4 separate regions of the Sus scrofa genome follow, and regions 1, 3 and 4 are each linked to region 2. Evidence: chromatin contacts called from public HiChIP or PLAC-seq data. All regions are on one chromosome and are shown on one strand. Each heading gives the region's core, a stretch centred on a gene start, on an enhancer-like site or on the middle of the called end of the contact. The rest is flanking DNA. Distances are from core to core; before and after follow the strand shown.

What was found. HiChIP or PLAC-seq counts read pairs in DNA pulled down with a chosen protein or histone mark.
Region 1: a contact with region 2 is called in an H3K27ac HiChIP or PLAC-seq map of alveolar macrophages. The contact joins two enhancer-like sites. A contact is called at or near these places in 1 of 47 Hi-C or Micro-C datasets (embryonic fibroblasts) and 1 of 2 datasets of contacts at active chromatin or transcription factors (alveolar macrophages).
Region 3: an H3K27ac HiChIP or PLAC-seq map of alveolar macrophages shows a contact between it and region 2, with 5 times the contacts expected there. The contact joins two enhancer-like sites. A contact is called at or near these places in 1 of 47 Hi-C or Micro-C datasets (embryonic fibroblasts) and 1 of 2 datasets of contacts at active chromatin or transcription factors (alveolar macrophages).
Region 4: a contact with region 2 is called in an H3K27ac HiChIP or PLAC-seq map of alveolar macrophages, with 6 times the contacts expected there. The contact joins two enhancer-like sites. A contact is called at or near these places in 3 of 47 Hi-C or Micro-C datasets (alveolar macrophages, embryonic fibroblasts and epiblast stem cells) and 1 of 2 datasets of contacts at active chromatin or transcription factors (alveolar macrophages).

Annotation. Positions count from the first base shown.
Region 1 is chr3:111,142,999-111,148,876 of Sscrofa11.1, forward strand. The region is part of intron 6 of BABAM2 (BRCA1-A complex subunit BRE); the gene reads right to left. Among named protein-coding and RNA genes, the nearest start is that of BABAM2, 180 kb to the right of the region's middle. Within about 2 kb of position 4,228, at least 27 of the 83 cell types and tissues checked have an H3K27ac peak or open chromatin away from gene starts, as enhancers often do. A contact at or near this core is called in alveolar macrophages and embryonic fibroblasts, where this site is marked.
Region 2 is chr3:110,783,517-110,788,638 of Sscrofa11.1, forward strand. No RefSeq gene overlaps it. Among named protein-coding and RNA genes, the nearest start is that of PLB1, 45 kb to the left of the region's middle. Within about 2 kb of position 1,510, at least 26 of the 83 cell types and tissues checked have an H3K27ac peak or open chromatin away from gene starts, as enhancers often do. A contact at or near this core is called in alveolar macrophages and embryonic fibroblasts, where this site is marked.
Region 3 is chr3:111,111,142-111,116,251 of Sscrofa11.1, forward strand. All of the region lies in intron 6 of BABAM2 (BRCA1-A complex subunit BRE), which reads right to left. Among named protein-coding and RNA genes, the nearest start is that of BABAM2, 210 kb to the right of the region's middle. Within about 2 kb of position 1,825, at least 4 of the 83 cell types and tissues checked have an H3K27ac peak or open chromatin away from gene starts, as enhancers often do. A contact at or near this core is called in alveolar macrophages, where this site is marked.
Region 4 is chr3:111,222,613-111,227,777 of Sscrofa11.1, forward strand. The region is part of intron 4 of BABAM2 (BRCA1-A complex subunit BRE); the gene reads right to left. Among named protein-coding and RNA genes, the nearest start is that of BABAM2, 100 kb to the right of the region's middle. Within about 2 kb of position 3,174, at least 4 of the 83 cell types and tissues checked have an H3K27ac peak or open chromatin away from gene starts, as enhancers often do. A contact at or near this core is called in alveolar macrophages, where this site is marked.

The sequences.
Region 1 (5,878 bases), core at 2,978-5,477, 360 kb after region 2:
TACATTTATAATGTACCATGCATTGTGCAATGACTTCATGTTTTGGTAGACTTGCAAGATTTACTGTTACTGCAGTTAAACATTAGCAGAGACAAAATATTTATCTCTTTGCCCAATAAGGCTTAATAAGGACCTTAAAACAATTTATATTGATGCATTTGTTAGCACAATACAAGTAATGTTCTGTTCATCCCAAACTGAAATGTGGTATTTAAAACCTTCCCTACGTTATATCTGATGATAAATGACATTTAAAAGCAGAATTCAAGTTAGGAAATGCACAAAGTAGAGAGGTTGAAAAGTGTTATTTCTTATAAAAATGCATTATTGGTAATGCTCTCCTTTTATTGGTTCTGGTACTATTTATGACTCTTCATTCTGTGAGAGCAATCTTTTCAATTTCTGAAACAGAAATAAGAGGAGATTAGTTTGTGCCCTTCTAGCGCTACACTAAGTAAAATGACACTAGGAGTGCCTGAATACGCATTCTGTCCTTTAAAATAAATTACACAGGGCTGGGAAAGTGTCAAAATGGGGACACTTAAGGTTACACTGGGGTACCTTAGGGTCTTTCTTTTCTTTCCCTTTTTTTTTTTTTTTGGCTTTACCTGCAACATAGAAGGTCTCAGGCCAGGGATCCAACCTGAGCTACAGCAAGGGCAACGCCAGATCCTTACCCACTGAGCCTCCAGAGAACTCCCCTTGGGTGTCTTGCTTTATCATGGTTTCCTAACAGACTATGAAAAAGGAGAAAGGCTTCTCAGGCCCAGGTTTCCATGGACCATGGACCATGGCTCCCAAATCACTGTCCAGACCTGTCAGGGTCTCAAACTTAGGCTCCTTGGATTCTTCCAATGGATCAAATCACTAGGATTATGCTCCCCAAAAGAGACTAAAATGTCCATGGCACATGAGAAACATCCACACTAGCTCTCCAGGAAACCAGGATGAAGAAACCCCGGGGCACTGCAAAATAAACACCTTTCTTTCCATATACCCCTTGGCTTCCTCAAGATGGGAAAGGAATGGCCTGGGTTATAGAGCCCATCCAAGTTCTGCTTTCAAATACAATTTAACACACACACACACACATACACACACACACGAAATGATGGGCAGATTCTATGGAGAAGCTCCTGCAATGGTTTACATTTACATTTCCCTCTAGAGAAATGCCCTACCCGAGCTCATCTCTCAACAGAGTCGAGGTCTGTCCTCAGGCTGTTCCCTGAGCCGTCCTCTGCACACCGCCTCGTCAAATGACATCTTCCTTCCAGGCCCACCTCTGAGTTCCCTCTTAACACACCCTACAGAGGCCTTTTCAGACCTATTATTCTAATCCATATGGTAGTTCCTATTACTTGTCTGCCTTTAACCCTCTCCAAGGGTTTAGCACAAGTGTAAAAATTCTGCATTGTTACTGCTGTGTATAATGATAGCTACCATAGTCCTGGAGTTAGGGGGAGAAGATGGCCATGCTACCCATTCAGTGGCATCTTGCTCCAACTCGCTCCACCAGAAAGGACAGGACACCCTGAAGGTACCCAAATTCATGGTTAGAGCCAAGTGCATACTAACGAAGGTTTTCCCTAGATTAAGTAGGAATGTCTCCCTCATTATCAATTCAAAGAAAGGAGGGCGGGCTAGTCTTTCTAATCTTCCTTATTACCCACTCCACATAGGACACTACTCAATAAGCAGAAATCACTGCATAACTGAATATATCCATGCCAGAAATATCTATTTCCAAGACAGCCACTTTCTACAGCTGAGACAAAGGCGAGAGTTAGATACCCAGTTAGTTAAAGGCTCCATCAGACCTCAGAGACATGATGCTACAGGTAACATTTTGTCACCAATATCCCAGGGACAATAAGTGTACGTGCACAGTGGCAAGAAACATCAACAATCTCAGTAAAGTAAGAGGCAAGACCATCTCCTTAAGAGGTAGGGTAGGCCAGTTAGAACTGGAAGCACAGGGAGAATGGAAAATATTTTTTAGTCATTACAGAGAATGTTCTAGAGAATTGATAAGAAATTACTGTGAGCCATAAGAAGGGCCTAAAATGAAATTAGAATCACAGATTAGTAGTGGACCAAATCAGTATGGGAATTACATTATAATGGAATTTCTTCTATAATGTTCTACCATCGCATTGCAAAAAGAGGGAAAGTATGCAGTGACTAATGCAGTGGACCAAGCCTGTGGTTAGAAGGGCCACGAAGGTGGTGCTCCAGTGGCAGGTCTTTGGGACAAAGCTGGGCAGGGACTCAGCAGTGTCTAGGAGCGAATGGCTCAAGGCAAAGACCCAGATCCCCAGATCTGGTTGGAAGAGGCGGCAGTTCAGGCGGCAGAGTCCTGAACCGAGGAGAGCTCTGAGATCTTAAAAAGCACAGCGGCAGTGATGGAGCACCCAAGGCACAGCCGAGAGGGGCGGTGGGGAGAGGAGACGGAAGCGGAAAGCATCTAGCAGGCTCAAGAGTGATGAACGGATCACCATCTCACACACCAAAACTGACGAGGAAAATGGCAAAGGACGGAGAAGAGAGATGACCCAAGTACCAAGGTTGTCTCAAAAGGCGGGGATGCATCAGAGGGGCACAAGGTCAGCACGATTACTTGAGGAGAATGGTACAGATGGAGAGAGGATTCCATTTTAATAGTTTCTCAACAAATCAGGATAAGTGGGAAAAAGTCACGGTCAGAGCCGGTGATAAAGCTGGCACTGGAACCCAGGGGACACGTAGCCTTTGCTGTTCTTAACCACTAACAGAACTCAGACGGTATAAAATGTTCCCTCTTCTCCTATGTCTGCTCTCCACTCTTTTATCTTTAAAACATTTCTTTTTAAAGCCATGCAATACCAACCACATCAGAGAACTAACACCATATATTTGCCCTGCACTGTCTTCCCAGGAATGCAAGGCTTCTAAAGCCGAAAAACACACTACGCTAAAGAACAGTTGCTCTTCATGTTCAAATTACTGATATCAGAGTGAATGGCTTGGTTTTTTTTTTTCTCCCCCCACAACAATGTACCACAGTCACATCACAGCCACACCATGAAATCTTAGGCAGCTCTCACTGTTTACCTTAATTTTGATACATACTACAGAATGTTTAAAAAATAAACTGCATGTAAACATATCTTTAGAAAAGCATCTGATAAAACAAATTCCTATGCCTTTTAGGTAGCTGTATCATCTCCACATCCAGAGAATGAGGCAGGTTTAGTCTACTGAAAGATACTGGTTCCGAAACAAACTAAAGAAACCACGGATTCTCCTAATTTGGCATAAAAACACATTGACAGTCATTTCTGTTCAGCAACCTAAATTCTCTTGGGGATGAAATGAAGGAAGTGGTAATAAAAGAAAAGGGGAGTTCCCATTGTGGCTCAGCAGGTTAAGAACCTGACATAGTGTCTCTGAGGCTGCGGGTTCGATCACTGGCCTCGCTTAGTGGGTTAAGGATCCAGCATTGCCGTGAGTTTGGCATAGGTCACAGATGCGCTTAGATCTGGTGTGCTATGACTGGCGCATGGGCTGCCAGCTGCAGCTCTATTTGACACTAGCCTAGGAACCTCATATGCTGCAGGTATGGCCATTAATGAAGGAAAAAAAAAAAAAAAAAGTAGGACTAGCCTGGCACTAAAAATGTGAGAGGGAGAGGTCGCTGGTAGCGCTGCAGGTTAAGGATCCAGCATTGTCACTGCTATGGCTTGGGTGGCTGCTGTGGCACAGGTTTGATCCCTGGCCCAGGAACTTGCACGATGCCGAAGAACAAACAAACAAATAAAACCCAAAGCCTAAGACGGGCCCAGTGTAAATGAGGCTGCTGGAAAACGTGGGCTCTGTAAGCTGGTCTCAAATCCAGCGCTCAGGCAGACGGACGGTACTGAGGGCTGCGTGGCGATGGTCTGCAAGGGCTGAGGCAACACCGAATACACTAAAAGGGACAGTTTCTGTACCGGGTAATTTGCCTCACAGAAAACAACTGCTCAACACAATGGACACTCCTCTGGGCTTAGCCACAGACTGGCAATTAGGGAAGCGTGGTTCTAGCCTGTCTTCACCAATTATCTGCACCACAGACTTGTGACAAGTTCCTCTTCCAGAGAGAGGAAGCTACGACCCATCCAGCCGGGCTCAGAGGGATGTGCGAAGAGGCACAGAAAGGTCCCCGGCCCACCCGTCCAGGGGAAGGTGCTGTGCGGGTAGGCAGAAGGGACCCGGGCTGGAATCCGCAGCTTCCTCACCAGCCCCTGAGTCTGTGTGGCCACAGTGCTTGTCCCAGCCCTCTGCTCTCACGACGATATAAGATTGTTTTTTAGGCTCATTATTGCTTCACACACTGCCTGCTAGGAAGGAAATATTTCTATGCAATAAAAATTCTTTTGGTGTTTTTTACTCCCTTCTCATCCATGCAAAACAGGAAAGCATGACACATTGCCTTTTATGGTTACAAAAGATCCAGGCTAAGGTTCTTAATGTTCTTAGACAATTGTACTCATAATATGACCACAACACTTTCCTAACTTAACACTGTTTGAAGAGGAAAAGATGCCTTACATACTCCAAGCATAACAGATCTCCAGGGAAGACACAGCCTGACAAATGTCTACTAAATCCAGTCCCAGTCAATCAAATAGAGAGTTTATTGAAATAATGAAATTAACATGCTTGTAGAGGGCTACTAAAAATAAGACTGCCAAGGTAGTTTTAGGTGGTTTTAAAAGCATTGTTCTTCTGTTTGAACCATGCTCTGAATTGTGTGGTCTACAGGGCACTGAAAACCAAGGGCATGGTTGGGTCTCTCATAACAGCAGTACCTGTTTATACTGTTATTCAACAACCATCCCCACAAAGAGTGCTGGAAAAACTAGATACACACAGGTGAAAGAATGAAGTTGAATCCCTCCTTACCAAACGCCATATACAAAAATTAACTCAAAATGAAAAATTAACCTATGTCTAAGACCTAAAACAATAAAAACTCTTAGAAGAAAACATAGGACAAAAGCTTCACATTGGATTTGCCAATGATTTCTTGGATATGACACCAAAGGCAGAGGTAACAAAAGAAAGACCAGATCAATTTGACTTCATGAAAAATTGAAAATTTTGTGCATTAAAAAGATAGTATCAACTGAGTAACAAGGCAATTTACAGATCGGGAGAAAACAAATCATTACCTGATGGATGAATGTCAAGAATACATAGAGAACTCCAAAACTCAACAACACGAAACCCAAATAACCCATTTCAAAAGTGGGCAAAGGATTTAAACAGGTATTTCTCCAAAGAAGATGCATGAGCGACTGATAAGCAAAATCAAATCAGAACAATGAGATACCACCTCCCAGCCATTAGGACGACTACTCCCCAAAAAACCAGAAGACAACAAGTGTTGGCAAGGATATGGAGAAATTGAAGCCCTGTGCACTGCAGGTAGGAACGTAAAATAGTAAAGCTGCTGTGGAAACAGGATGACGGTTCCTCAAAAGAGTAAACAGAGAATTACCACATGAGGAGTTCCCGTCGTGGCTCAGCAGAAACGAATCCGTCTAGTAACCATGGGATTGCGAGTTCGATCCCTGGCCTTGCTCAGTGGGTTAAGGATCCATTGTGGCCATGAGCTGTGGTGTAGGTCACAGATGCGGCTTGGGTCCCGAGTTGCTGTGGCTGTGGTGGAGGCTGGCGGCTACAGCTCCGATTCGACCCCTAGCCTGGGAACTTCCATATGCTGCGGGTGCAGCCCTCAAAGGCAAAAAAATTTAAAAATTAAAAAAAAAAAAAAGAATGACCAAATGATCCAGCAACTCCACTTTCTGGTATAGATCCAAAAGAATTGAAAGCAGCGTCCTGAAGAGGTGTT
Region 2 (5,122 bases), core at 260-2,759:
GACGTTCGCCCAGCCCCCAGGTCTGCCCGACTTTGCCAAAGCCACTTATATGTATGTCTCCTCCAATTAACCACACACAGAGTGCACCCCGGAGTGCTCCCCACCCCGTACCCCCAAGCTGAGCCCTGTCAGGCCCTCCCCCCGCCCCTACATGTGGAAATTCTTTGTTCCCATCTTCCCTGGGCTTTCTGGCTGTGCGGTCCCTCTTCTGCCCTCTCAAGCCTGCTTTGGTCCTTCTGTCCTGGCTCCGGCCAATGGGCCTTCCACTGGGTTTATTCCTGAGGGTAAGACGCAGTCACTGTGCTGGGTCAGGGGTCACAGATGCCAGCCTTCTTACATCAGCCCACTTCAGGGAGCCCCAGGGAGTCAGCAGTTATCACACCTCCCTGAGGCCTGGCCCCCAGAAACCAGAAACCACAAGGCAGTGATGAGGAAATGCAGGGGGAGGGGGTGGAGGCAGGGACAGGTGGCGGCCCACACACTTGCCTGTGTTAGTCACTGAAGGGGCCCAGCAGAGCAGAGGTCATCTCGAAAGCTGGTGCCAGGGGTGGCAAGAAAGGCCCACGGGCAAAACCAGCCAGAAGAGGCGCTCTGTCAAAACACACTTCTCTCTCTTTTTCTTCTTATGGCCCCACCTGCAGCATATGGACATGCCCAGGCTAGAGGTCAAATGGGAGCTACAGCAGCCGGCCTACACCACAGCCGAGGCAACGCCAGATCCGAGCCCCATCTCAACCTAGGCCGCAGCTGACGGCCCCACCAGATCCTTAACCCACTGAGCGAGGCCAGGGATCCAACCCACATCCTCACAAACACTACGCCGGGTCCTTAACCCACTGAGCCACAACATGAAATCCCTTCTCTTGCTGGAGGGGTGGTTTTCTTTTCGAGATGCCACAGCAAGACCCCAAATGCAGGAGGATGTCTTGATTCATCACGGGCCGATGTTTCGTTTTGCTCCATCAGCGCCACGCCCCGTTCCCCTACCGTGCGCCAAGCTCCAGAACCAGCGTCCTCCTCCTGCTTCACAAGGAGCTTTGGCTGCAGCTTCCCTGCCGCCCAGCTGGTCGCCCAGCTGGAACTCTGCCCGAGCCGGCCCAGACCAGGAGTACCACGACCAAGTGTGGCTCAGAGTCGTTTATCCATCACGCGTTCCTTGAGCACCTACTCTCGCGGCCCTCGTGCTGATGGGGTTCTTACTTCCTTCATGGGTTGCCTCCCGGAGATGGTTCTGGAGGCTTCATCAGATGGTTGAGGGCTACGTCTGACCTGAGTGGGGTGCTCAGATGTCCCGACTTGCCTGGAACAGTCCCATTTTATGTCTATTTTCCCAGCCTCATAATCAGCAGAACCCCCTCTTACTATCAGACTCGTCCTGGTTTGGAAGATATTTGTTAGGTTGGGGCATTGCCCACCGGGAGCGGCTCAGGGGAGCTCTGTGTGATGTGCCCTTAACCCCAGAGGAGGAGGGGCAGCTGGGCCGTGAGAGGTAGACGCTAGAGGGCGCCAGTTAGCCGTAATTGGCCCGGCCAAGTCTCCACGTTGGCGCTGGACTGGCAGCCAGGGGCAAGGCCTGTCCTAGGAGAGAGGCAGGCAGCGGCCGGCAGGGGGAGCTCGCCCAGCAGAGCCCAAGTGATCCTTTTCGGGGGGGCCCCCCTTCTCTCGCTCCCCCAGGCACTCAGAAGAGTGATGGAGCAGTGCCTGGGAGGGAAGAGGGGTCCTGGCACTGCCCCCCGCCTCCTCTGTTTCAGCCTGGCCAGGCCCCTCCCAGCCTCTGTCCCTGGCTCTTGGGTGTGGCATGGTCTTGGAGACAGACCTCTAGGCCTGCTCTCTTGAGGGCCTGGCGCTGGGCCTCAGATGGCCGTTCTGGAAAAAATGGCCAGGCCAGGCAGGCATCAGGGAAACTCCACAGCCCTCCAGGGGTGAGGATGGGAGTGGGAAAAGACCAGAGGCAGGAGGTAGAAAGAGCCCATTTTTCCTCCTTGACCTAGACTTCAGGCACAACACAGGGTCCTGGCATGCTCTCCTGTGAAGAGCCCACTGCTCACTGCCCTGCCCTGGCCACTGCCCTGTCCCCCCCCACAACTGGACACAGGACTGGCCTCCAGGCAGGCAAGCTCCCTGTTCCCATTCTGTTCCCCAGCCCCTAGCCCCCTCTCCAGCTGATGAACTTGGGGACGCCAAGCAGGAGAGAGCAGGCGGCCCAAAAGCAGCGTTGGGGACTATTAAAACCACATGCTTTGGTGGCCAACAGACTTGTGCCTGGGTTGCAGCTCTGCACTTGGTGGCTGTGTGACATTGGGCGCGTTATTTAACTGCCCTAAGCCTCAGCTGACTCACCTGCAAAAGGTAATAAAAGAGTATCTATTTCGCAAGGGTGATGTAAGGATTAAATGCAGTAAGAACACAGAGTGCCTCGCTCAGTGTCTGACACCCGCCCCCCGCCCCCCGCCGCCGGGGGGCGGGGGCAGCAGCAACAGCAAGGCCCTTCAGCCCCAGCCCAGCTTTTCTCTCTGCAGCGGGAATCCTCGTCTGAAGGAGAGGAACAAAGATGGATTGCAGGAGTTCCCGTCGTGGTGCAGCAGAGACGGATCCAACTAGGAACCATGAGGTTGCGTGTTCAATCCCTGGCCTTGCTCAGCAGGTTAAGGATCCGGCGTTGCTGTGAGCTGTGGTGTAGGCCGGCAGCTACAGCTCCAATTCGACCCCTAGCCTGGGAACCTCCATATGCCGCAGGTGCAGCCCTAAAAAGCCAAAAAGAAAAAAGACAAAAAAAAAAAAAAGATGGATTGGAAAAGGCTTTATGGGACACATAGTAACTGCAGGTGAATTTTCTATTTGACAGTGATTTCAGTGGCTGTAGGAAGCGGTGGCTGCCTCAGTGCCTACAGCCTCCACCTTTTGAGGAATCACTTCTTCATTTGTTCATTCATTCATTAGTCCCAGATGACAACGGTTGTCCTGACATAATGATTGAGAGCTTCCTTTCCCTCTTGACGTGTTCTGGGTTGGATATTCACGCCATCTGGGGCATTGGGGATTGAGAGAGAGACGCTATATAAAGCCCCTGCCCCCTGGGGCTTACGTGCCAGTAAGAAAACACACATAGATGACTGGAGAAGTGGGGGCTGGAGCGGTGTGGCCAGGTCAGGCCCCTTTGCCCCTTAGGAACCCACTCAGAAGCATCCTTTATCCATCCTTCTTCCATTGACTTACTCTCACTTATTTACAAACTGACTTTTTGAGGTCAGTTCATACCATACATTTCCCAGCAGATACATGAGGTCATTGCCCTCTTATTCCTTCTTTTTCTCCAGCCTCAAAACCTGCCTGCTAGTCAAGCATTTGTGGTATTCTTTTTTTAAAAGGCTGCACCAGTGTCATACAGAAGTTTCCAGACTAGGGGTCGAATTGGAGCTGCAGCTGCCAGCCTGCACCACAGCCACAGCCACAGCCACACAGGATCTGAGCCACATCTGCAACCTACACCACGACTCATGGGGACGCCAGATCCTTAACCCATCGAGCGAGGTCAGGGATCGAATCTGTATCCTCTTGGATACTCATTGGGTCCTTAACCTGCTGAGTGAGCCACAACAGGAATTCCAATAGTCTTGTTTTAAGAATCACAAATATCCCATCTGCTCTTTCACGATCCTATAAACATCAATTTTCCAGGAGCAGGGGTCTAATCTATTTTTTCATCCTCACGGACAGGAATACAACTGCAAGATGGCAGTGACCTAGAGGCATGCTCTGAATGACCAGCTCCTCATAACTTAATGCCGGAAACAGCTCTGTGACATTTAATGAAGCTGGGGGGAGTCTTAGGGAAAAGGAGAGAAAACAAGAGGAAAGGGGCAGGGGAGTCCTGGGATCGGCAGAGGTTTGTGGCTGGAGCGTGTTACCTCTGGGTTCCTGCCTGATCCTCTGAGTTGGGGTGAGGGAAGCAGCCAGGCGGGGAGTGTGTGGGTGAGGGGGGTGCCCCTCGCCACCCACGGCACACCCAGGATGCCTGGGACGTGGAGGTTTTCAGGGGCCCAAACTCACCGGGTTCCCACACCCCATCCTCGGTCAGGGTCTCGCCACACGCCCTCCTCCTTCCCCCACCCACGTCCTCCCAGGTTCCCACCCCGTGACTCAAGAGCCCCGGGGTCCCACGTGTGCTGAAGGGTCTCTGTGCCTGGACCACTCTAGGTGTCCCGAGTTCTCACTGGGCATCATCTCGTGTAACTGGGTGAAAATCATGACAATACCGGCCCGGCCCGGCCCCGATCCTGGCCCCGGGGGAGCATTGCCTTATTTAGCGGTGCCACCCCCAGAAGAGGAAGGAAAGGAAGGAGGAGGAGGGGGATGAAAAGCAGATAGGACCAAAAGAAGAAGAAAGAAGAAGGCATGGGTGATTCTGAGAATTAAGGGTAACTAGTGACGTCATCACGGGGAGTGTTTCACCAGGTCAGTGGGTGGGGGCAAGGCTTGATGACTCACTCTTGAGACGGGCCCCCCCTCCCAGAGAAGTCATTCATTTACTAAGTCATTAAGTCTTTCAGCACACGTGTATTGGGCTGATGTGTGTCTCAGACACTGGACTAGGCACCAGGGAGGCAGAACTGAGAAGACACTGGGAGCTGGTAGCAGGTGGCCTGGAAGGGAAGGAGTTCTAGGGCAGAGCCTAGGTGTGTGGTGGGGGGTGAGAGGGGGAGGCAGGGGAGATGTGACCAGAGAGAGGCCAGGGGGCACAGCACTGTTCAGAGGGAGTGGCAGGAGAGATGCCCCCCCCCGCCCCGCGGGGCGGGGGGAGAGCGGGGTGGGGTGGCCTGAGATAAGGGGTGTGGGAGGAGTGGGCTGGAGCCAGACGGAGGGAGGGGCAGGGAGTTTCAGGCAGAGGAAGGAGCATTGTGCTGGAAGGCACGGAGGTTGCGAGGTTGCGGGGTGGGTTGGGGGGGGCGGTTTGGGGAACTGTGAGTAGTTCCTGAGAGCGTGCAGGGGGAGGTGGCGAGAAATGAGATTGATGAGCTAAGGGCAGCTGATTCTGAAGGTGCTGCGATGCTCCTTTCAGGCAGTGAGGCCCCCCGGCAGGTGCAAATGGAGGAGCAAGGTCAGATCTCCCCCTTGGGAGAGG
Region 3 (5,110 bases), core at 575-3,074, 330 kb after region 2:
ATTTTGTTCTCTTTTATGGCTGAGTAGTATTCTACCGTGTATATATACCACATCTTCTTAATCCATTTCAGAACAATGGAACAGAATAGAGAACCCAGAAATAAACCCAGACACCTACGGTCAATTAATCCTCAACAAAGGAGGCAAGAATATAGAATGGAAAAACACAGTCTTTTCAGCAAGTGGTGCTGGGAAAACTGGACAGCCATGTGTAAATCAATGCAACTGGAACACACCCTCATACCATGCACAAAGATAAACTCAAAATGGCTTAAAGACTTAAATGTAAGACATGACACCATCAAACTCCTAGAAGAGAACACAGGCAAAGCATTCTCTGACATCAAGCTTACAAATGTTTTCTCAGGCCAGTCTCCCAAAGCAACAGAAATAAAAGCAAAATTAAACCAATGGGACCTAATCAAACTGACAAGCTTTTGCACAGCAAAGGAAACCATAAAAAAAAAAAAAAAAAAAAAAAAAGGCAACTTACAAAATAGGAGAAAAGAGTTTCAAACGATGCAAATGACAAGGGCTTAATCTCTAAAACAAACAAACAACTTATTCAACTCAACAGCAAAAAAGCTAACAACCCAATGGAAAAATGGGCAAAAGACCCAAATAGACATTTCTCCAAGGAATATATACAGATGGCCAACAAGCACATGAAAAAATGCTCAACATCCCTGATTATTTGAGAAATGCAAATCAAAACTACTATGAGGTACCACCTCATACCAGTCAGAATAGCCATCATTCATAACACAAAAAACAAATGCTGGAGCAGGTGTGGAGAAAAGGGAACCCTCCTGCATTGTTGGTGGGAATGTAAATTGGTACAATCACTAAGGAACTATTTCTTATTCCCTTTTTACCCCCAATAGACTACCCTTCCTGTATATTCAAAACTAATTGAGCATCGCATGCTTTATGTGTTTTAATGTTTACTTTTAGAAACTGTGGAGCAAGAAATTAAAAATTTTAAGAGTATAAAGACTAAACACTCTAAAGGTCACCATGCCAAATAAAATGTATTTGTCTGACATCTTTACAGAGACTCAGTGAAGAAGGAGGATGGCTTCTCCAAGAACACAGTGGAGTCCTAAGCAATAACACCAACCTTCCTGCAGTTCTGTATGTTCGGGCATATTCTATGATTAACTAACTATACTCCATGGAAATAAGAAGAGTTGACTGTGGAGTTAGGAGAGGATAACTGCCATGTTCTTGAAAGAGCCAGCTCTTGGCGGGGGGTGGGTGGGCAGGACACCAGGATAGAGCTGTTGTCACCTAGCCGTGTTTTCCAAAAGAGACATCTTGAGTTCATTACTCCCAGATGTCATGACACAGTATAGGACTCGAGGTTTTTTTAAATTTATGTCTTGCTTATTATTTTCATAAACAAATAAACAAAAACCGTTTCACTGCTCTCATTTATGCAGGAATCTGCTTGTGAAGCTGTACTTACTCTTAATATGTTGGTTATAGCTTCTGTTTATAAAACTAAATTGAAACACATGTTGTACAAATAACTTGGGGGAAAAACATTCCTGGCTCTTTTAAAATAATGATGATCAGGATTTGGCTGGTCAACTACTGTCCCAACAGTTATTATATGTAACCGACATGGCCTTGAGAACCACCAACTTTCTCTGAATAGTCACAGCATTCACTAAAAAGCATGTGCATGGAGCCTTTTCTCCAGAAGGCTGGAGGGGTCGGGGAGGTGGGGTGTCTCTGCAGCACAGCCAGGGTCCTCTTGGGAGAACTGAATATCTCCTGGCTTCCACCACCTTCTCTACTCACCAGCGTTTTCAGAAACGATCTGGAGGGTGGGGTTTCCCCTATTGCCCCAACCATGCGTCCTTCATGAGTCAGAAAAGAAGCTAAGCTTATTTAAATAAGCATCACTTTTTGCAATTGCTTTACAAATCATATTAAGCCTCATCCTCAGACATCCGAGTTGTGATTTTATGCACACCTACTGATATAAACTTTGTGCCAGACTTTATCCAGGTGCCCAACAAAACAAGTTAAAACAACAGTGAGTTTTATTTAAGCACGAATGGAACAAATATGAACACCATTTACCATAGCTCCATAACGTAAAGAAAAGGTAGACAGAGCTTCTATGTAAGCAATTCATACAGCTCTTTGCAAGGGATAGAAAAACACAGATTGAAAGTGATACTTGATAGAGCGGACGTCTGTCACACCATTTGCCTGACACCTTCTCTTCTCCTGGGGAACTCCTACATCCCCAGGCCCCAGCCCTAGGCCCCGATCCTTAGAGCTCCTAGTGGAGCTGCTGTTCCAATCGCCTGGGAACAGCTGATAGGTCCCGGATGAGTCCAGTCCTTTGGCAGAAACCAGAGAAAACTGTCAGGAGGTGCACTTCCCATCCTTGGAAGAGGCCAGGCTGCAGTGTGAGCGAATGAATAAAGCCAGCACACAGCACACTAGAGGAGCAGAGATGAGGGAGAAGAGAGTCCTGGGCTGCACTCACACCCGAGTTCCTGAGGCTCGTGGTCCAGCTGCGTCCTGCTCCTGCTGTGGCGGTTTGGCTATGCAACCTTCTCCGGGCTTTGGAAAGCCAAGAAATTGACTTCCGTGCGTAAGCAGGTTTGAAGTGGTTTTCCTTCACTTAAACCCAGCATTTTCTCTTATAAATGATTACACTGACCCATACAGACGATGGCCACGGCTAATCAAAACGTACAGAATTAAGTGCTAAAAAAAGACTTTCATCCCGGGGTTATCTGTATACTTGTTACCTGCTCTGCAATGCCAGCTCTCAGTCAGGGCTTAGAAAGGGCTTTTAGGACAAAGATGAGCAGCAGACCTCCTCACACACCACGAGAAAGCTTTGCTAGAACAATCTGCCACAGCACCAGGCTCTGACTGCAGCTGAGCTATTTCCCTGGATTTATGGACCTGAAACAGCAGAGTAACCCATCCTGGGTCCCGGGTAGAACAGCTTGCACTCCCTGCTCTAGAGCGCCCCCCCAAACCTCACCCACTGAATGGAGAGGTGCCAGAGCTAAAAGCAGATGACCCATGGCAGCAGGATAGTTGAACACATGAAATGTTCATCAAGCAACTTAAGCACTGCACAACAGTGGTGGTCCTTTAGCTACACACACACACAAAATATGTTGCTAAGCGTTTGCATGTTTTTGTATCTTTTCCATCTGCCATGCAAAAATGTGGGCATTACTAGAAGCCACAGGTCTAACGGGTGTGAAAGTTCTGGTCAGAACCCGGCATGAAGAAAGTGCTGGTTACATGCTAAGTTTCATTTCCTTCCTCCTTCCTCCCAGACTCAGTGTGCCGTCATTCCCACTGCCATGCTCTGCTTCTGACTGCTAAAGCTACCCCCTCGCCTTTCCTCTCTAGGTAGATTTGGGTTATGGGGTTTAGAGAGTTTTCCCAGGTGGTTCTAGGAGTGAGGACAGAAGGGAAGGCACCCTCGAAGCGCCTAACACCTTTGCACCCACCCACCCACCCACCCAGCCAGTCATTTGGCTCAAACTGTCTGGTGCCCATGGCAACCAGGCAACTGGTAACTTCCAAGCTATTTCAGCCACCTGGTATGGCACCCTCATTAACTGGCGACAGTCACAAACCACAGGTGTTAAAACAGAGAATGGAGCCTACTAGACACCCTCTCCTTGAAGTAATCAGAGATTTTCTGATTTGCATATTGACGTTATCTGCATATTGACGTTATCTGCAGAATCTAAAGGGCAACCGGGAGCTCTGAACAAAGCTAGAGGCTTGGAGTCACATCCCCTAGAACTGGCTGGGGGGATGATTCTGGAGCAGAAAATGAGCTCTGAGAAGCAGAGTAAACACAGCACCTTTCTCTTCCCTCAAAAGTGCCCCCGTCCCTACAGTGGCCTGGCATTCCAGCCCCTCCGAGGTATCTCTCCAGCCTCATCTTTCCACTACCCCCTTTCGCACGCTGCCTCCTGCAGCAGCCCACACGCCCTCCTGCCACGCAGCCATGTCCCATCTCTGCCACTCAATCCCAAAGGCCTTCTTCCAGCCCTTCATCCCCCAGCCCCAAATCTCCCAATTCTATCTGCTCTTTAAAGACGGCATGTCCTCTCACAAGACCTCCTGATCCCTCCCTCTGATGGAACGGCTTCTCCTCTGAAATCCTACAGGTCTTTAGCTCTGCCCTTTATCTGCTAACATTGCCTCATTACTTCTGTTTACAGTTACTCACACATGTGCTCTCATCGTGTATCTGGCTAAGGTCCTTAAGAACGTTGCTTCATTCACCCTTGTCTTCCCAGTGCCTGGGATGGTGAGTACCACGAAAATGGCCACCCAATGAATATCTGATGAATAAACGTCTAAATATGAGTGTGAAAGAATGACTACATATGCTTGCTAGTAAACGACGGATCCAAAAGTGGGTTCCACAAGCAGACTTCCCGGGGGGCAACAGCAGAGGTCTGCAGACCTTATTAACTTGACTGCCCAACGTAAGTCAGTAGGTATAAGTTTGGTCAAAATGAACTATGATCCCTTGGGTTCAGCTCATCACCTGGAATAAGAGGAAAGTTCTAGTTCAAACATTTGACTGAGAGATCAAACCCTACAGTACAGAAAGGCAAGAGCAATCTTTCCGCCATTTTTTTTTCCATTTTTTAAGTTTTATTGAAGTATAGTTGATTTACAATGTTGCAATTCTTTTTGCTATTTCTCTTTCTTTCTTTCTTCCTTCTTTTTTTTTTTTTTTTTTTTTTTTTTTTTTTTTTTTCCCTTGGTCTTTTAAGGGCCACACCCGCAGCAGTGTGGAAGTTCCCAGGCTAGGGCTCGAATAGGTGCTGTAGCTGCCGGCCTACACCAGAGCTCACAGCAATGCTAGATTCTTAACCCACTGAGTGAGACCAGGGATTGAACCCACTTCCTCATGGATACTAGTCAGGTTTGTTACTGCTGAGCCAAGTCGAGAACTCCCTCTTTTTGCTACTTTTAATCAACTTCCAAACAACACACCATGTGCTCAGTCAATATGCATTTATGATTTACCTACCATGGGCAAAACCTTTTGATGGAAACAATAAAGAAAAAAAAGAATGGCAAGAGTCCATCTCCC
Region 4 (5,165 bases), core at 1,924-4,423, 440 kb after region 2:
GCTCTCCAAAGCTTGTGTGGGGGCTGCAGTTTGGCATAAAATTCTCAGCCGGATACAGATAATTTATCTTTAAAAAATGTTTTTAAATGGCTAAGGTTTTTTTTTTTTTTTTTTTTTTTGCTTTTTAAAAATGTTGGAAAAGCATACATTAGAATCAATTTCAAAATTTATAATACTCTTTTCCTTTTTAATGTTCCCATCCCTGTAGATAACCAAGTATAGCAAAATAATCCCAAACCTAAAGACTCTGAATAAGTACAAAACCTCACTTCTATATGAGTTTAAATGTAAACCCAAAGATCAGAATAAATTGCTTCAAGTTATAAAGGGAAACCTGAGGACTTTTCTGAAAATACAAACAGCTGCTAAACCATCCATAGTGAAGCTTCTATGTGGCCCTTGGCCATATTGGCTCCTACCCCTCTGGGGTTTTTTTCATTTTTCCATTCAAATGTTACCTTCTTTACTCTTCACAACAGCCTTGTGAGATAGGTACCAATATTGGCAGTTTTATTAATAAATAAATGCATAGATGCTAAGTACCTTGGCCAGAATACTCCCTAGAGTAATCAAAACTGCTGAGACTAGAACTGAGATCTGCCTCAGCCACATTTGTTCTCAGTGCCGTTAGTGCTCAGCCCTGGCTGCACACGAGAATTGGCTTTTTAAAACCACTGATGTCCAGGCTCTAACGTAGACTAGGTAACGAAGTTAGAATCTTTAGGAGCTAGGAGGTTCAGTGTATTTCCAATGGGCCCCATGAAAGAACTGCAGTATCATACAAAGCAATTACAAGAATGGAAGAGTAGGAAGAAGGATGGCAGACAGTCAATACTAAGTCAACCACTTGCAGAGTTCCCTTGTGGCACAGTAGGTTAAGGATGCAACCTTGTCACTGCGGCAGCCTAGGTTACTGCTGTTGCACAGGATCCATCCCTGGCCCGGGAATTTTCACCTGCCACAGGCACAACAACAACAATGAAAACACTTGTAAAACTAAGCTTTAATGACATTTTTATCCTCACCCTCCAGACACCCACATGCCCACTCCCAAATTAGTAAACACCAAGGAAAAGTGACTTAATTTTAATATTTGCCTACATGAAGTGTATTGGGAACATAAGTTCTAACATCTATCCAAATGTATAAGACAACTGTAGTTAAAATACCCTCTGGATGATTTATAATTTTAGGCCCTTTCTCCTGCTATCTCTCTTCTTATATTTTGTGGCTCTTCATTCCTTTCTGCATGTCTGATCTTCCAAGAGAAATCTCTCCTTCTCCCCGAAGAATCAGTAAAGGTTTCCTAATGATGAACGCTCTCTTTTTGTTACCTGAAAATGTAATTGTATCGCTTAAACTCCTGAAGGATATGTTTGCTAGATACATGGCTGTGGTTTTCTGTCTTCGCGTTAAAGATATCACTGAACTGTCTTCTATCTTCGACGTTGCTATAAGTCAGCCAACAGCCTAAGAGCTTCTTTTTGTTTTCTCTTGCTAGTTTTCACTTTTTCTTATTGTCTGGTTTTCTGTAATTTTGCAATGATGTATCTAGAAGTGGTTTTCATTATATATACCTGTTTAGGGTTAACTGGATCCGAGGGATTGTGTTGATTAATTTTTGAATGCTGAATATATTCTTTTTTCAATGTTTTATTGTAAAACACAATAAATATATAGGCAGGCCCGAAACAAAAATATACAGTTCAATTAATAATCATAAACCAACACCTGTGAAAAGAATGGAACACATGTACAGAGCTAAGTGGACCAGCACTTTCCATCCCCCAGAGCAACAATGTTCATGGATGCGATGACCCAGATGAGGCTAAGCAAGACTAACAAGTCTCACTTCTAGGGTTTTTGTTCAGGATGTCAAGACTTCCTTTTCTTCTGGTTGTGATGTTGATCTAAAGGTATTAGGAGATGCTATGAAGGGCCTAAGAACAATGCCAGCAAAGCAGAAGGAAGAGCCAAGCCCTGATGACACCGATCCTAAAACCAGTTATGCCCTAAGCTAGTTTTACCCCCTGGTCTTTTCTGTTATGTGAACCAGTACATCCTCTTTTTACTTAAGCTGGTTAGGTTACATTTTCTGTCACTCGAATGCTACCAGGTTCTAACTGAGACAATTCATCATGTGATATCCCTTCTTGAAGCATTTCTCCATCAAAATTCTCCTAAATTCTGTTATTACCTTTCTTTTCTACCTTTTATCACAATTATCTGCAGCCAGATTTTCACTACTACTGAACTGTGAGCATGGAACACAGTGGCTGACAGGAGAGACATCCAGTAAACATATACTGAAGAAACCAGGACTGCCATCAATGAATCATTCATCTTTGTATCCCTAACACCTAGTACAAAGGCTTAAATATAGCACAGACTCAATACATGCTTTTAGAAGGAATTAACTAGCAAATAATCAGATGGAAATAATATCACAAAAGAGCAGAGATCAGGACACGCACAAACAATACCTTAAAATAACCCTTTTCAGAGGCTAGAATGATCCATGTGGTAGTGGATTAGAGTTGGAGACATCAGCATAAAATCATGTTTCACTTGATATAGATGCAAATGGCTAATAGATAAAAATATTTATAGATGAGTGCATTTTCTTGTTCTGTTAACTAAGAGGACCCCAAAAGGAGTGACACCTCAGTAGCAACAAGCCTACTGAGCATTCAGATATTGGTATCTAATACGTTTCTCCAATAAAATAAAACGGAACTAGGACTTCTTGGAGAAATGGCAGATTCTAAGACTAGAGCAGGAAATATGTAAGATGGGCCTGAGCATCTTGCAGTGCTATAAAGTAATGTGCTCCAACAAACAAACCTAAAATAATGCGGGTTAGTCAAAGGGACAGGGGAGCCAACTGAATAGCTTCCAATGGCCAAAGGTGGAATAATTTCATCAGCAAACTAAATAATGTAGTACTGGTTTGTAACCCAAAGTATAAAATAAATGTTTATAAGTCTATACTGACATAAATATGTGACATGGGAAAATACATAAATCTCCCATGCAGAAGAATTCCAAATAATTTATGCAGCTATTCTGCCCTTAAAGGGGTAGAGCATAAGTCCCACTTCTTAATGGTGCACAGCACACAGTGACTCCTTTCTAAAGAGGACAGTACGGACAGAAGGAGAAATGAGTAACTGTACAGTAGAGAAACCACCCTCTCAAGCCAAAGCCATCAAGGTTAACAACAGTGCTGAGTCATATTGACGGTACGGACCCTAGATACGACGAGATGAAATGGCACATTATCTCTGAGGTAACCAAAAGCCCCCATGGTCTAACCATGAGGAAAACATTAGACAAGTCCCAGTTGAGGGACATTCTATAAAAAGGGCTTACCAGGACTCCTCAAAACTATCAGGGTCATCAAAATCAGGGAAAGTCTGAGAACAGGAACTAAAGGAACTAAATACAGGAACTAAACAGACCAGAGAACTAAATGTAATGTGAGATCTTGGATGGGAGCCTATAGACAGAAAAAGGACATTAGGGGAAAATGAAGGAAATCTGAATAAAGTGTGGACTTTGTTAATGCTGATTAATCAGTCCTGGCCCATTAACTATATCATAGATGTTAGCGATGGGGAAAACACTGTGGGATACACAGGAATTCTCTGTATTATCTTTCCAGTAATTCTGCAAATCTAAAGCTAAAAGTTCTAAAAATAAAGTTTATTTTTAAAAAAATAGCCCTTTACTCACAAGGCCCTGTACACCAAAAGTATACAGGATAAGCCAGTTGTTAAGACCAGTCTTCGATGGCAGTAGGGAATGTGAAATTATCAGTTATTCTGAGGGAATATAATCAACAATTGAGTGTACATTTTTCTTTAAAAATGTAGAATAAAATTCAACTCCTCTGAGGAACTAATGTACACATAGGAAGTTCATTAACTACTTTCAGAATTGTGCTCAACAGAGGTAGCAAAAAAACAAAGTCATCAAAAATTTCTGGAATCCTTTACACAATAGAGAAAACAGTATCTTCAGATCATGAGCATCTCAAAAAAGCATGTCCTGGTAAACATATTTTTAAAAAAAGGAAAAACAAAATAAAACAAAACCCAAGGTTGGTAATTTCTTAACATCACAGCCTAAACCTGTAACGAATGATCTTTAGCTTTGTATTCTAAACCCCTAACAAAAAAAATTGTTTTCGATTGCACCTGTGCAGGTTCCCGGTCAAGGATCAAACCCATGCCACAGAAGTGACTCAGGCCACAGCAATACAACACCAGATTCTTAACCCGTTGAGCTACCATGGAACTCCATCTTCTAACAATTTTGCTTCAATCTACTTCTGTAACTGTATTTTCTACTCTTTACCTATGCAAGCTCTGCTCCAAGAAAACTCGTTTGCACATAGACAAAATGAAAACACAACCTATGGACTGAGAGAAAATATTTGCAAAAGATGCTACTGACACAGGGATTTCCAAAATATGTAAACAATCACAGAGTTTAATATTTAAAAAAAAAAAGCCAATCAAAAAATGGGGAGAAGACCTAAATAGACATTTCTCCAAAGAAGACATAGAGACGGCCAATATGCACATGAAAAGATGCTCAATATCGATAATTATTAGAAAAATTATGACAATGAAGCACTATCTCACACCAGTCAGAATGGCCATCATTAATAAGTCTGCAATTAATAAATATGAGAGAGGGTATGGAGAAAAAGGAAAACTCCTATACTATTGGTGGGAATGTAAATTGGTGCAGCCACTACGGAGAACAGTATAGAGGTCCTTGAAAAACTAAAAATAGAGCTACCATATGATCCAGCAATTCCACGCCTGAGCATCTATCCAGACAAAACTCTAATTCAAAAAAACACACTGCAGGAAACAATATTCAGTATCTTATAATAACCTATAATGGAAAAGAATCTGAAAAAGAACATATATATTTATATATATTTCTTTATATGTATATAAAACACTGAATCACTTTGCTGTATACCTGAAACTAACATAACGTCGTAAATTATCAATTTAAAAAAATGGTTAAAAAAGAACTAGTTTGCGCAATGCTTCCAAAATGCCATCCAACCTTAGTCTGTGATGCTTCTCTGTAGCTCTGTCTTCCTAATTACAGTGCCATCCCCTCTGTTCATTTTCTTTTTTTTT